Regions from separate parts of the Mus musculus genome. Here regions 2, 3 and 4 are each linked to region 1. A link is a contact called in public Hi-C and HiChIP or PLAC-seq data. All regions are on one chromosome and are shown on one strand. Each heading gives the region's core, a stretch centred on a gene start, on an enhancer-like site or on the middle of the called end of the contact. The rest is flanking DNA. Distances are from core to core; before and after follow the strand shown. Region 1 holds the start of C130026L21Rik (RIKEN cDNA C130026L21 gene). Region 2 overlaps Gm36535 (a long non-coding RNA gene). Region 3 has its middle 8.7 kb from the start of E130006D01Rik. Region 4 has its middle 17 kb from the start of Gm36481.

Region 1 (3,661 bases), core at 546-3,045:
TTCTCTTCCCCCTCCTTCCTTTCTTTCCCCTCCTTCCCCTCTCCTCTCAATCCCATCTCCCTCCTCCCTCCCCTCCTTCTCCCCCTCCTCTCGTTCCTACCCTAATTCTTCCCCCTTCTCTTCCCCCGCTTCCCCCTCCTCTCCCTCCTCCCCCTTCTCTTCCCCCTCTTCCTCCTCCTCCCCCTTCTCTTCCCCCTCTTTCCCCTCTTCTCCCTCCTATCCCAATTCTTCCCCTCCTCTTCCCCCTCCTCCCCCTCTTCCCCTCCTCCCTCCTCTTCTCCCTCCTCCCCTTCCTCCTCCCTCTCCTCTTTCCTCTCTGATTCCTCCCTTCTTCTCCTTGTTGCATCCATTCCTCTCTTGCCACTCTCCTCTAGGCCTCCCTCCTGAAGACCCCCTGCCTCACCTGTGTGTCCCGTGAGTCTGCTTTCAGACAGTGTTCTCTGTCTCCCGCAGTGTCCTTGAGCTGCAATAACCCATCTAGGCAGAGTACCCTCAACCCTAAAGGAAGAGCACCGCCCACGCAAAGTGCAGGGCAGCGCAGGGGTGTGGGCACCACGCTGCTGAGGCTTACACTGTACTTTGGTTTAGTTCTAACAGAGACTTTTCCCTGTGCACCATCCTTCCTGCTGTTACATACATGCACACACTTTAAACATTTGCGTACATGTATGTATGTATGTATGTATGTATGTATGTATATGAGTGTGATGTGTGTGTTCACGTGTGTAAGTGTGCTGTGGCATAGGTGTGGAGATCAGTGGACAACCTCAGGTCTCAATCCTCACCCTCAACCTTATTTTAACAGGTCCTCTTATGTGCTGTGTGTACTCTAGCTAGCTGGCCATAGAACTTCCAGGGACCCTCCTGTCTCTGCCTCCCATCACTGGGCAAGATCCCTGGGCTGGCAAATCCTTGTTCTTGCGTTGGGTCCTGCCTGGGTTCTGGGCATCCATTCTGCCTTCTCATGCTTGCAAGAAAAAAAAAAATCTATGTGACCACTGAGCTCTCCAGCCCCATTCCACTGACAAACGGCAGCTGTAACTTGTCAGATGTCAATCATAGGGAGGCTCTGGGCGATGGAACCCAGGGTTTTATGAGTGTCACATGGTGCTCTGCCACCAGGCTAGCCCAGCCCAGTGTGTTTTCACACACAGGTGGTCCTCCATAGTCCTGTCAGTCTGAGAGGAGCATCTTTTCAGCCTCTAACCACTTCCCTGCTGCCGAGAGGTCCCGGCCCAACAGTGGTCTGGACCACACATAGCTGTGGCCTAAGAACTGAACCAGGAGGAGCTCATTTTGCGACCTGTGCCTCAGTTTCCTGATCTGACAGTGAAGCTCCCGTGTCTCCCTTAGGCAGCAGCTGCAGAGTAACCCCGCATGTGGGTTGCAGCGGCTGCTTAGCCAAGAAGGTGCCGCCAGCATCAGGCTGCAAAGTTCCCGTGAACCCAGGGCTGTGGTGCAACTGTCAGCTAGGCCCAAGCCCCCAGCCCCGGAGACCCCGGAGCCAGGCTGCATCTCGGGGAAATGAGGCCCGGTGGCCCCTGACCCCAGCCTGCAAGAGGCTAACCCCCTCCCTGGCCCCTCGGCTGTGAGGCTGCCCGCCCGGACCATTCATGGGTTTGTATTATAAGATGACTGCCGTCGCCATGGCAACATGAAAGGAGCCGATCTCATTACTGAGGCCCGGACACATTATTTTCTCCAAGGAATTTCTTCTTTTCATTATTTCCCTCCAAAGGTCAGCTGTCCTCTCAGGCGGGGCGGGGGCTGCGGGGGTGTCCACGAAAGGTGAGCCGATTCGGGGCCCAATTCCCCGGGTGGAATTTACAAGCGTTTTGCCTTCTCCTCCTGATCTAACACCAGCTTAGAGAATTTCTTCAAACCAGCCTTTCTCTTTAACCCCTGCGGCTCCGGCAGACAGCAGCCCAGCCATCCTTGCTAAGTTCCTGAGATTCCCTCCAGGGTCTGGGCTTTTCTCCAGCACGTGGCTCCCTGCTACCATCCGAGAAGTCCCTGATGCTGAGGTCTCTGCTGACTTGCCCCGAAGGATTGCCGACACACGGACATTTATGTCTTCCCCACAGGGAAAAACACCCCATTAGAAGGTAACACTAATGCGGGGGCGGGGGTGGTGGTGGCGGGGAGTCCATATCCTCGCTTGGAATGCAGAGTGTGCTGCAATTCAGAGACTGATAGACCTGCTAACATCCCTATCAGGCTGTGTGCCCTTGGGCAAGTAGCTCCCTGTTTCTGGGCACACTTTGCTCATCTGTGAAGCAACTCTATGTTGGTGTGTACCCAGGGAATGAGCAGAAATCATGAGCAGAGTCTGGCTGGCACCCAGGAACAGTAAATACCAAGGATTGATGATCGTATTTTGGTGTGTTTCTATCCATTTCTCTCTGTGTGTCAGCTGTCTGTAACTGTGAAACAAACAGCCCCGAGACTTGAGACTCGTTACCGGGAAGCAGCGATAACTCGGTATTAGCTCGTGCAGTTTCTGTGGGTGGAGGCCTCTGCATCCGTCTCTGGTGGGTCCTGAAGTGGCTGCAGCTACCCAGAAGAGGGAGGCAGAGGCTGGGATGGTTCTTCTGATATCTGGCCTCACAAGTCAACCGTATCTTGTGTCTATCTGCCTTACTCTGTGTCCAATAGGCAGAAATTTGGTTCCCCCATAGGATCTTCAGGGAGCTGCAGTGACACCAGAGGAGGGCTACTGGAAATGGCACCAGGACATCATATTCGGTAAGACAGGATCAGGGTGGACACCCATTCTACAGAGGGAAAACTGAGGCTCTGGACAAAAAACAGTGGCTTGCCCCACTGGCTTCCCACAGGCTCTAGATTCTTCCTTCTGTCTCAGTTTCTCATGGGGCCAGTCATTCAGCTCACCAGATTCTCTATCTGGGACACTGGAGGATTGTCTGCCCCTGTGTGGTGGGTACTCAGAGCTGGGGGAGCTCCCAGCCTCTCCATGGGAATTCTGGCACGTGCAGCGAAGATGATGATGTGTAGCTGTGATGTTGATGATGTGTGTTTGTTGACAGTTGGACGATTGTCTACCTCACAAGACAATAAATGGCTGCCAGAGGCAGAAACGTCAAAGTCAGTCATACAGATCTCTCTCTCTCTCTCAAAAAACAAAACAAAACAAAAACCAAAAAACTAACTCATGCTCTTGCATCTCCTACCTCCTGTGAATGATGCTTGGACTGAGTTTACAGGTTTCTGGCGGTGACTCAGCAGCCCATGAGGAACAGGGTCACCATGACTTAGCAGGGCTTAAAGGATGGGGTCAGCTCAGATTCTTTGGAACTGCCAAGGAAGGTGGTGGAGGAGAGAGATTGATTGATTGATTTTGAGTCTTGGAGGAAAGGCTGAGCTTATCCCCACCTCAAGGACCAAGAGCAAGCTTGGTCTGTGGGCATACATATGGACGGCTTGTTGGCAGCTTGCTCCTTGGCTCAGTTGGACTGCTGGTTCCTGACTAACAAAAAGAGACTGGGTTTTGGGCTCAGAGACTGCTGGGATAGCACATGAGAATGCAGATGTTCTGGAGGGCCTTAAAGGTTCCAGCTCATTAGGTTGGTGCCTAAGGATCAGCATTGTTTTAAAGATTTATTTATTTTTGTTTTATGTGTATGGGCATTTTGCCTGTGTT
Region 2 (3,661 bases), core at 519-3,018, 220 kb after region 1:
ATCTATTTATCTAATCTATCATAATGTATCTATTTATCTATTATCTATCTATGAATCCCTCTATCAATCTGTCATCTATCTAATCTATCATCTATCTACCATCTCTTCACCTATTATCTAGCTATCTATCCATCTATCCATTTGTCTGTGTCCACTCATCCATCCATCCATCCATCCACTCCAGAACAAGCCTGTCCTGTCTTCTGGTTCCCAGGGAATCCTGCTGTGTGTTCTCACGTGGCTCACTGTTTCTCTGAACTCCAATTCTCTCAGTATAGGTGAAGCTTGGAAACACTTCTACACACCAGGGCAGCGTGAATGTCTGTTAAAGACTGGCCGATATGTTATATCTCTAGACAGATAGTGTGAGTCTAAGTCTGAATCAGTAGAGGAAGGGGACCAGGACTCTGCCTTGCACCCACAGAAGATTCCAAAGTTTCTTTCCTCCAACATAGTGGGTTCCTGGTTCTAGTGGCTTGGAAGGTGGTGGGGTATCCTCCCCATGATGGACACATTTATACTGTGCCTTCCCACCGACCCCGGGGCTTCCCCAGCGGGCGTCACCTCCTACTTACACCCATGGATGGTCCTTATGGGTCCTTATACTTTGTTCTTCTCCATGTCCCAGCACCAGCACTCTCAGGGATGGGCTAGCACAGGGATATTCAACTAGGCCCCCAGACTGGCCCCTCTGATCTAATCCAAACCAAACCAGGAGAGCAAAACCCTTAGAGGCTGCACAGCCACGGCAGAGCCCTCGTATGGAGCTGCAGGCCTTTGGCCAGGCGCTCTGCCTTCCTTGCCTCCGATCATTCTGAGCCCTGAGAATGCTCTAGAGATGCCTTGGCTGTGCAGAACCTTTTGTAAATTGTCTCATTCCTAAGAGCCCTTCCTTCCTCAAGAGAGGGAGACAGGGGGAGAAAGGCAGAGGGAGAGAAGTGAGAGAAGAAAAGGAAGGAAGGGGTTTTTATCTGCAGCTTGAGCCTCTCCTTAGGATCAGAGTTTTGTGCACTGTTTGAATAAGGTCCACAGTTGAAGGTCACTAGCCATGCCTCTCCTGTGATGAGAGCCTGGCTTGGGAACCCAGTTCTGGCCTGTAACTCAGAGAAACCAGCTTTAAAAGCACGAGTCCAGGGTGGGATGCCTCCAGAGTATTGGCTGGAGGGACCCACTCAGGGACCCTCTCTCGGCAGAGGCAGCCTAGAGGGAGGAGAAGAGCAACAAGCCAGAGAAAGAGGCCAGGCTGGGGCTGGGACAGAGAGTCCTGAATCCCATCTCCAGGTGACTCAGTGCCTGCTTTTGACCTTGGCATTGACCTCAAGAGCCTTCTGCCAGCCTAGGATGTGCGTAGGAAGGTCTCCACACCCAGCTTTGGCTGGCCGCCTTCGGGCCAGGTCACCCGAGGCCAGGCTTGCCTCATCTCGGATTCTTTTCCTTCTCCACGCTGCTCTGTCCTGGCTGCTTTGCTCACTGCAAGTCAGCACCCGTCTGCCTTGGACTGGGTCATATTACAACCACAGCCGGGGCCCGGGGACCCAACCACGGTGTGCCAGAGCAGGTGGCTCGCCTGGGACCCTGAAGTGCACACAGCAAGGTCCACGTTCCTGAGTTTTGTACAAAATCGTCCACAGACTTTAGAATCCACCAGGACGCAGGAGTCAAGACAGCTGGCCTAATGCGACTTGAGCAGAGAAGCCCAGCCCTGCTCAAGACAGCCAGCCACAGGAAGTGACTGAGCCCAGGGCCTAGGCCAAGAGCCTTGGCAGGCCAGCTCTGCAGCCTGGGGAGTCACTGGGCTCCTCAAGTTACAGGAGCTGTTGTCATGGATACCAGTGGTTTTATGGTCTAGCAAGTGGAAACACAGGACACCCAGTTCCATTTGAGCGTCAGATCAACAGTGTAAGTCAACCCCTGGCCGTGCTTGGGAGACACTGATCCTAAGGGTCATTCTTTTCTTTTCTGGATTCTCACATACCAGGGTCCCTGGTGTTTGACCCATCAAACGATGGCCTCATTATTCTTGAAGGAAACCCCTTGAATGGAAGCATCCTCTCCCCTGTGATGTGCAGAGTCCCCAGATGTCAGGAACTCAGAGATCATTTCTCCTAGACTGTGAATGTTAGGTACCCAATACAGATGTCAGCAGTGTCTGTGATGTTGATAACAATTAATAACACTTGACACGGATGTTAGTGCTCATTCGCAGAGCGTCCGCTGTGCTCCAGACACACCCTTTGCTCAACTCTGTCACGTCTTCACTCAGGGACCCTGCGCATGGTGGCTGCATCCTGTCATCATGAACCAGGTTGTTCACAGGGCTCATTCGAGATAGATGCTACAGAGTGTGTGTCCCCCAACTGCCATGGTGGGGCGCTGTGCTGAGTGGCTTGTGAGGGTCACCTCATAAAGTGTCGACTGTTCTGTACACGGAAGTTATTCCTAGGTCATCGGGAGGTCTCTACTTTGAAAGTGGGGAAACTGAGTCTCAAGCTCGGGGACATCAATAGTCAGGAAGCTCAGATCCACAGAGAGAAGCTGGCTTCTGCCCGAGTTCCATACTCCTCTAGGCTTCTCCATCGGCCACATGGTAAGTTGGATCGAGGGTAGACAAGCTGGAGCTGTGCATGTCCCCAGCTGTGCCTAAGGGACCCTACTTCCCCTGAGAACAAAGCTATCACCAAGCCTGTCTCTGCTGCAGTTCATGTCCCAGCTGTGGCTCAGGGTCCCCCAATTCCCCTGCTACAGTGCATGTCCCAGCTGTGCCTCAGGGACCCCATGTTCCCTGCTGCAGTGCATGTCCCTAGATGTGCCTCAGGGTCCCCATGTCCCCTGCTGCAGTGTGTGTCCCCAGCTGTGTCTCAGGGTTCCCCCAATTCTCCTGCTGTAGTACATGTTCCCAGCTGTGTCTCATGGACCCCAGTTCCTCTGAGAACAGCATTATCACCAAGCCTGTCTCAGATGGGGTTGAGGTTTCCTCTGCACACAATAAAGGCCCTGGGACAAATGCTTTCCAGCGCCGATGGCTGGTGCAGTAGTGAGGAAGCTTAAAGGGCAGGGCTCTAGAGAGCTTAGAATAGTTTGTTTTTTTTTTTCATTGCTGTGAAGAAATATCCTACAAGAGCCATCAGAAGGAGAAGGGTTTTATTCTGTCCCCGATTGAGGACATCATGCCCATCAGGAAAGACAAGGCATGAGAAAGCAGACCACACATGGCATCCACAGTCACAAATGCTGGTACTCAGTTCAATTTCTTCTTTGTATCCAGGCCTGGATCCTAGCCCAGGGATGGTGGTTTTCACATTTAGAGTGTATCTCCCATCTCAGTTAACCTAACCTTAGAAATTCCGTCACAGACAGGCCCAGAGGTCTGACTCCTAGGTGATGCTGGAGACTGTCCATTCAACAACATTACCATTTTGGGGGCTGGAGAGATGGCTCAGTGGTTAAGAGCACTGACTACTCTTCCGAAGGTCCTGAGTTCAAATCCCGACAACAACATGATGGCTCACAACCATCCGTAATGAGATCTGATGCCCTCTTCTGGGGTGTCTGTAGACAGCTACAGTGTACTTACATATAATAAACAAACAAACAAACAAATGTATCTTTTAAAACAAACAAAAACACCATTACCATTTTAACCAACAGAGAGGGTTCTGTG
Region 3 (3,661 bases), core at 637-3,136, 190 kb after region 1:
CTCTGTTTCCAGCCCTGTGCCTGGCAAGCTGTTCACATCTTTGAGGGTTGATCAGATCCGGTACCTGGCTTTAGGAAATGTACCCTCGTGCAACTCTGATTCCCTGGCTCTTCAGGAGGCTGATGCAGAGGGACAGAGGTGGGTGATCCCAAGTATGGAAGGGAGGAGATTCAAGGGCCAGCACTGCAGGGACCTAGGAAGCTGCCTGCACCGTGCCAGGTTCTGTGGGAGGGAAAGGACCCCAGTCCTGGTCTGCTTGGTGTGCAGTGTGCCCTTGGATCAAACCAGCTGAGAGGATAGAGTCTGGATCCACATCTGGAAGACACGGAAAGCCCTTGTTCAGCCTGCTAGAGGGAAGTTCTAGAACCTTCTAAAGTTCTGTGCTTCGTCCCTCAGCTGGCCACCACCAACACATGCTAGACTGCAAAAATCCAGAGTTTCCAAGCATACTTTGGCCAGCTCAGCTTTTGCCTGTCCCCAGAAGAAGTCCCCTTTCCTGAAGGCACGTGCTTAAGTGACCAGCAACCTTGACGATTCATACCTCTCTAAAAGGCCACATAACACTCAGCTACAAACCTCTGTTGTCCCTGAAAGAGAAGACTCCACCACTTAGAGAACCAGCCAGTTTATTGGGTTAATTCCAGGAACTCAGTGTTGGATGGAGATAGGGTGGATAGGACAGTTGCTCCCTAGCTTGGGTGACGACTCAGAAAAGGATTGGTCCACTGGAACTCCTGGTGCAGCCTCTAGCCTCAGTAGAGAGAAAGGCCTGGTGCTGCCCACTTCAGGGCACTAAGACTGCCATTCTCACGGTGTCCTCCCAGCTAAGAAGGCTCTGCAGGACTCTGGTGGACAGAGACAGCAGAGTACAGAAGAGAAACACAGGGACTGGAGTTAGTGGCCCTGGCAGCTCTGAGGCTGGGGCATCCCAGGAACCCTAAACAGGGATGTCATTGTGATGGAAAGACAGACATAAAATCCACAGTTAGAGTGTGGCTCGGTGGTATAGGTTGCCACCACCTATTCACAAGGCTCCTGAACGTCCCTTGAGTATTCAGAGAGCAATAACTCCGATCCCACCTCCCTAGCCCATGGCAGATCTGGTCCACTCTCCACCTCTTTGGGTTTCTCTACTCCAGGCCAGGTGTAAGTGTTGTCACCATATTCATCTTTTCAAGACTAGTTTGTTTCACTCAGCATGAGCTCTTCACAATTCACCCACACTGTCACATGACACGTAGTTCCCTCCCTGTTAACGGCTATATTATATTTCATCTGGTAGATATGCTGAGATTTCTTTATTTGAAGTCCCAGCCTCTAGTTATACATCTCATGTATTAACATCCTGGCCATGAGACTGTGCTAAGTTTTAGGACTAGGCCTGTATTCCAACATTACCATGGATATTCCCCAACTGTGTGACTTCAGGGGTCACCTGGCCTCTAAGAGAGAGTTCTGAAAGATCAACTTAAGGTAGTGATCATGCACGTGTTAGATCAGTCACACTGGTTCACTGTCCCAAGGTCTCCAGTTCAGGTACTGAACTTTCCAAACGGAACCACAGGCACCCCTGCCAATCAGTCAAAGACAACAGAGCAGTACCGGGATGCTTTTGAGTGTAAAAGTCTGGCTCAGGCCTGAAATCACTGTGTTGTCTAGCCAAGACTCTGGTGCAGGGGAGCAGAGGCAACCCAAGTTAGAGAGCTGCCCCGCACGCTCCCCCCTCCACCCCCAGCTCCTCTCAACCATTATGAAGTAGAACGGAAATAAGAAAACTCAGGCCGCATTCATAGCTGGGCTTCAGGGCAGGGGAGGGGCTTGGGTGGCGGTGGACACAGGCCCCAGTGTTGAGCAAGGCAACAGCACTCCAGCCCCTCCCTGCCTGACTCCTTCCATCCCGGCCATTTCCAGACAGCCGAGCAGTCCGCCAGACTATTTAGTCTGGGTTTGGTGACCCCGTGACTGTGGCAGGGCGGGCTCAGATTTCAGGACTCTTGCAATCACAGCAGCCCCCTCGGCTCAGTCCTTACACAAACACCTTTGGGGCGCACGGGGCTTCCTGCCACACCGGCTTGCGGGAGCCTCAGCCGCAGCTTCCATGGGGAGCATCCTGTGCCTCCCTACAAGGCTCTCTTCCTAGGGGTCCTTCTCAGGCTCCAACCTAGCTGGCTCACATTCTGGGAGGGACTGGACTCCTGCTGGAAGCCTAAGCTTATGAAAGGAAAAACAAAACAAAACAAAATCAAAACAAAAACAAAAACAAAAAACAGCCCACCGCAACTCCTGCCTCTGCACCTTCTGCACTGCTGTGGCAATTGCAGCCACTCTTTTGGAGACAGGGGGATCTTATCTTTGGGATCCTCCTTGTGTGTGTATGGGAGGGTTGTTGGTGGCCCAGCATCTTAGCAGATTGAGGCCAGTCAATTCCTTAAACCCACTCTCAGCCACCAAGCAATCCCACACAAGGGAATAATGAGTGTAGTGGGGTCCAGGACAGTACAAGTCTTCCACAGAAATGATCTCGGGAGCCAGAGAGAGATATTGTATCTGCCCCCCTCCCCGATCTTTAGGTGAAGAAGCTGAGGCTCAGAGATGGCAAAAGATCTACAGAAGTTTGCACAGCCAGCAAGTTTGTTCAGGAGCAAAGCTCTCCTCATTCCTTCTTCATGTCTGAGGCTGTCCCTGGGATGGGGAAGGTGGGGCTCCTGGGCTGTGTTCACAGCCCCACATTTCTTTTCTTCCTTGATTTTTACAATGCCCAAGTAAAGCAATGCCATTCAACAAGAGCCAGCCTGATGTGTACCGGTTCCCACTCAGCATCCTGCTGAACACGTCGCCATGGCCAGCCTCTGAATCCCCTCCACAGGCACAACTCCCAGGAATAGCCAGGGAAGATTCCAATCCAGTCCCCTTGCCAGGTGTTATGGCACATGCCTGCAATCCCAACACCAGGGGGCCGAGGCAGGAAGGTTGCAGTGAGTTCAAGGCCAGCCTGGGATGCACAGCAAGACCCTGTTCCAAGACACTCCAACTTCTCCAAACATTGTCAGTGCTGGTGTCCGTGTTCAGACGCACAACTTTACAGGGCCTTCTAAGCTATCCAGGTCTGCAATGCTTTGTCACAAAAAGAAAAAAGAAAAAAGGAAAAAAAAAAAAAGAAAAGAGAAAGAGAAAGAAAAAGAAAAAGAAAAAGAAAAAAAAAGAAAAGGGATGAAGGAAATTAATTGATTTTGTGACTGGGAAAGTGATAAAGATAGAAAGAAGAAGAGGTGGAGGAAAAGGAGAGGAAGAGGAGGAGGAAGAGAAAGAGGAGGAAGAGGAGGAGGAAGAGGAGGAGGAAGAGGAGGAGGAAGAGAAAGAGGAGGAAGAAGAAAAAGGAGGAGGAGGAGGAGAAGGAGAAGAAGGAGGGAGAAGGAGAGGAGGAGGAGGAGGAAGAAGAGGAGGAGGAGGAATCTTATGAGGAGGATTAAGCCACATTTCAAAACATCCCCAGGTGGTACACTTTCAATCTGGAAAGTCAAAGTTCCAGAAAGTTCTGTGCCAGGAGGGCTGTTTCTTCCTCAGAGCCTCTGGGTTCCTGGCTGGCTTGGCTATGGAGCTTGGCTGCAGGTGGAGGAGGGGACCTCCTCTGTTTTCCCCAGGCCCAGGCCGCCCCCCCGCC
Region 4 (3,661 bases), core at 538-3,037, 140 kb after region 1:
AAGGGCTTCCAGGCATATCTGCAAAGGTTTCCTTCACGGTTAATCTTGGTGTGTTGTCACCTGTCCTGAACGAAGGGGCATATACAAGTGTTTAGAACCAGGGACCCAGATCAAATGACCTGCCTGCCTGTCAGTTTCTCTTAACAAATGTCTTTTTAAGAAGCAAAATGTTGAGCTGGGCGTGGTGGCACATGCCTTTAATCCCAGCCCTCGGGAGGCAGGTGGATTTCTGAGTTCGAGGCCAGCCTGGTCTACAAAGTGAGTTCCAGGACAGCCAGGGCTACACAGAGAAAACCTTGTCTCAAAAAACCAAAAAACAAAAAAAGAAGAAGCAAAATGTCTTTTCAGCAACCCAGCATGTTGTTGGGTTTCTTATTCATGTACTTCTTGCACTTTTGATTTTGTTTAAGAAGTCTGCCTCAATCTCGAGCTCTCTGAGAATCTTCTGTTTTCTTTAGGAGATTTGTATTCCTTGGGGTTGGGAGCGGCACCTCTTGTATTCAGCTCTGTCACCTGTGGTCATCGAGGAGCCAGACCACAGGTGGGTGTGTAGACACTGAGGGAGATGGGCAGCTCCCCTCACACAGGGCCATGGCAGTGAGTTCCAGTGAACCAAATATATCCCCTTTGCTCTCCTGCTCCTCCACAGAGATCATCAAGACCACCTTTGAGATGATCACCATTTTGAATTGCATAGAACAAGAAATAACCCATAGATTCTATCAAGATTTATAACCACCTCTTCCCTAACAGAGAAGGGAAAGGAAGGGGAGAGTGGTTAAGGTTGTGGGAGGGAGAACAGAACAGAGGACCCAATAGAAAACACGCAAACCATTAAACAAACAGACGCTTTAACAGGGAAGCCACACAAACAGGGAAAGCCATTAAATTAAAGTGAGGAATGTCCTAAGCTTTCAGGGAAGTGCTGATGGAGTACAGCAAGCTCCCACTGTGCGTTCTCTGGCATGGGTTCCCACTGTGTGTCCTCTGGCATAGGTTCCCACTGTGTGCCCCCTGGAGTGGCTAAAGCCAATAAACCTGACAGCACCAAATGTTGGCAAAGAAAACAGAGCAACCGGAACACAGCCGATAGATAGGAAAACTGGCAAAAGTAGTCATTTGTTAGAACCGAAGCAGAAATGTTTGGACCCTGAGTGATCCCCAGGGCTCATTCTTGGTATTCACCAAGAATGTGGGGAAGCCCCCACAGTCCCCAAATACATACAGCAGTACCCTGTGTCCAGTGTCCCCAGACTAAAGCAACCCTACTCACTGGAGAGTGGAGATGTCAAGAATGGCAGGTATTCCCGGTGAAATCAGTCATGTGGATGGATATACAAATGAGCATGTTTCTATAACAAGGGGGCCAACAATGGCACAGGAGTCTAAGGGAAAGAGTCAGAGCTTTGCCATCCAGTGGAAGACAAGCCCGTGGAAGTTTAGCCACAAGACATGGGATCCTTCCTAGGGTGCCGGTCATTTGTATTCATTTATGGGGGTGCTGGATGCACCGATGCTTCTACTATACAAAGAGGTGCCAGGCTGCTCACTCATAAAGGGCTCCTTTTCTCTCTGGCCAACAGAAGAAACACACAACAGAAAAAGAACCCCAACATTTAAATCCAAAAAAAAAAAAAAAAAAACTTGCTCGGCCTGGTTAAGGCTCAGAGTAATTGTCCCAGCTGCCACCCTGGGCCCTGTGCCCGCTGGGCCCTGCTGCCCCTTGCAGCTCCTCTGAGGAGCCTGCAGCCCTGAGAAGAAATCTCTTCCCCTTTCTCATTCTTCCCGTTCCCTTGGCCTGGGGCTATTGTACATATGCAAATGTGGAGATGCTAGCTGCCTAGGCAAACCCAGCTATTTATAGCCAGATAGCTGGCACACTCACAGCTCTACAGACTAGAAAGCCGAAGCACTCACACAGACACATGCACGCACGCACGCACATGCATGCATGCACGCACGCACGCACACTACACACAGTATATTTTTTCTTTCCCCAGGATATAAATTTCCCGTCCCATTGCAGTCTGGGCCGTCGCATGCAACATTGATTGTCTGTTATATTACATTTATTAAGAAGTGATAACTTGTAATAATTGGATGTTAAATTAAAGAACTCTCTCCTAGTTATTGCCGTCTCAATTATAACTGTCGCTGGCTGGCAGTTATAATGATATATGAGGGTTGTATTTTATGCAGCCGACCGTGACCTGGTGAGTAATATTCCCCCAGCTCTGAGGGCGTTCATGCACTCCTTCGCTCCTAATGCCTTGCTCGGGTGCTCATTGGAATATTAAGCGACTGCAAGGCTGAGGTGTCGAAATCCGTGCAGCCAGCCTGGCAACTAACAGCCCCTCCGGCACCCGGGTTCCTCCCGCCTTCCCTCCTGGGCCAGGGCCAGCTCATTTGGGCTTTGTTTTATGGTTATAGGAATCCAGTTTGTTTGGGAAGTTATAGTGGGTGAAGAGTGTGCTTTCTGTTTCCTTGAAGATGAAGAGTCTGCAGTGAGCTCCCGGGTGCAGCCCCGAGGAGGAGCAGGTTGGCCAGGCAGCACCTGGGCAGTGGGGTGAGGGGACTTGTGGAGGGTCTGGCTGTATCTATGCAGCCTTGGCAAGTCGGAGGCTCTGGGAGCTGAAGGCTATTTGAGGCTCTGAATGAGTCTGTTGCTCAGGGCTGCAGACCTCACATGATGAAAAGGACTGACTGCCAGGGGCCCGCGCGATTGTGTCCAGACCTCGAGGAGATGGCATTCGCTAAGGTTAGACAGGAGGTTGATCTGGGCACTCATATCCTCACTTCCTTGTCTCCTCTGCCCCGTTCATTTGAGCCAACAGAGGCCACTTTGTTGGAATTGGCCACACGACAACCAAGGGGGACTCTGGGAGGCTCCTAGGTCCCCCAGTCCTCAGGTCACATCCGTCAGCCGTCATTCTGCATTTGTGTCTTAAGGCTTTATAAGGAAATTCCTCAGCACAGGCAGGAATGTGTTTCCCGAATTTCTGGAACTCAAGGTTTAAAGGTGTGGATGGACCTTGCTCTCCTGAGACTTCTAAGGAGGGTGTCCTGGACTCTGTCATTTCTGGCAACACAAGTGTCTCTTGCCTGTTGGCCCAAGCTGCCTTTTCCTCTAATGACATCCACAAAGACCCTTTTTCTAAATAAAATCATATCCTCAGGTTCCCCAGCTGCTAGGTGTCTGGGGCTGGGGCTGGGGCTGGGGCTGGGACTGGGGCTGGGGCTGGGGCTGGGGCTGGGGCTGGGGCTGGGGCTGGGGCTGGGGCTGGGGCTGGGGCTGGGCTGGGGCTGGGGCTGGGGCTGGGGCTGGGGCTGGGGCTGGGCTGGGGCTGGGGCTGGGGCTGGGGCTGGGGCTGGGGCTGGGGCTGGGGCTGGGCCTGGGGCTGGGGTAGTCTTCATCCCACTAGAAGACCTTTGCTTCCCAAGGCCAAATGGGCAGGGAAGAGATCATTACTTGAGTCCCATTAGCTAGTCGTTTAGTAAGTGTCTATAAATATCCTCTGTCAGTGACAAACCAGACTCAGGCCCCACCATGTGTGCCCTGTGTCCCGAAAGACCTCATTCCATGGTAGAGAAACTGAAGCAGACAACAGGCACGTCTAGGAACCCCACCATTATTCTAAGCACACTCCCACTCCAGTCTACA

What was found. A called contact is a pair of places that touch in the nucleus more often than the background predicts. HiChIP or PLAC-seq counts read pairs in DNA pulled down with a chosen protein or histone mark.
Region 2: a contact with region 1 is called in a Hi-C map of embryonic fibroblasts, with 3 times the contacts expected there. The contact joins the enhancer-like site here to the promoter of C130026L21Rik in region 1. A contact is called at or near these places in 4 of 39 promoter capture datasets (the 3T3-L1 cell line, cranial neural crest, hippocampal neurons and 1 more) and 7 of 484 Hi-C or Micro-C datasets (the 3T3-L1 cell line, cortical neurons, embryonic fibroblasts and 2 more).
Region 3: a contact with region 1 is called in an H3K4me3 HiChIP or PLAC-seq map of neural tube, with 3 times the contacts expected there. The contact joins the enhancer-like site here to the promoter of C130026L21Rik in region 1. A contact is called at or near these places in 2 of 39 promoter capture datasets (cranial neural crest and neural stem cells), 3 of 484 Hi-C or Micro-C datasets (cerebral cortex and cortical neurons) and 8 of 115 datasets of contacts at active chromatin or transcription factors (craniofacial prominence, embryonic basal ganglia, embryonic forebrain and 5 more).
Region 4: an H3K4me3 HiChIP or PLAC-seq map of embryonic forebrain shows a contact between it and region 1, with 3 times the contacts expected there. The contact joins the enhancer-like site here to the promoter of C130026L21Rik in region 1. A contact is called at or near these places in 4 of 39 promoter capture datasets (the 3T3-L1 cell line, embryonic stem cells, frontonasal cranial neural crest and 1 more), 4 of 484 Hi-C or Micro-C datasets (cerebral cortex, embryonic somatosensory cortex, epidermal suprabasal cells and 1 more), 3 of 115 datasets of contacts at active chromatin or transcription factors (embryonic basal ganglia, embryonic forebrain and forebrain) and 2 of 9 other capture datasets (adipose tissue and liver).

What each region holds. Positions count from the first base shown.
Region 1 is chr5:111,579,766-111,583,426 of GRCm38.p6, forward strand. C130026L21Rik (RIKEN cDNA C130026L21 gene) reads left to right here and starts at 1,796. Exons shown (of 4, transcript NR_015546.2): 1 at 1,796-2,105; 2 at 2,414-2,531; 3 at 2,656-2,745.
Region 2 is chr5:111,798,428-111,802,088 of GRCm38.p6, forward strand. Gm36535 (a long non-coding RNA gene) reads left to right here. Exons shown (of 2, transcript XR_003955955.1): 2 at 2,444-3,661. Among named protein-coding and RNA genes, the nearest start is that of Gm36535, 6.9 kb to the left of the region's middle. Within about 2 kb of position 1,769, at least 175 of the 459 cell types and tissues checked have an H3K27ac peak or open chromatin away from gene starts, as enhancers often do. A contact at or near this core is called in embryonic fibroblasts, myocytes and second pharyngeal arch cranial neural crest, where this site is marked.
Region 3 is chr5:111,768,580-111,772,240 of GRCm38.p6, forward strand. No RefSeq gene overlaps it. Among named protein-coding and RNA genes, the nearest start is that of E130006D01Rik, 8.7 kb to the left of the region's middle. Within about 2 kb of position 1,887, at least 85 of the 459 cell types and tissues checked have an H3K27ac peak or open chromatin away from gene starts, as enhancers often do. A contact at or near this core is called in cerebral cortex, craniofacial prominence and neural tube, where this site is marked.
Region 4 is chr5:111,723,099-111,726,759 of GRCm38.p6, forward strand. No RefSeq gene overlaps it. Among named protein-coding and RNA genes, the nearest start is that of Gm36481, 17 kb to the left of the region's middle. Within about 2 kb of position 1,788, at least 65 of the 459 cell types and tissues checked have an H3K27ac peak or open chromatin away from gene starts, as enhancers often do. A contact at or near this core is called in cerebral cortex, embryonic basal ganglia, embryonic forebrain and 2 more, where this site is marked.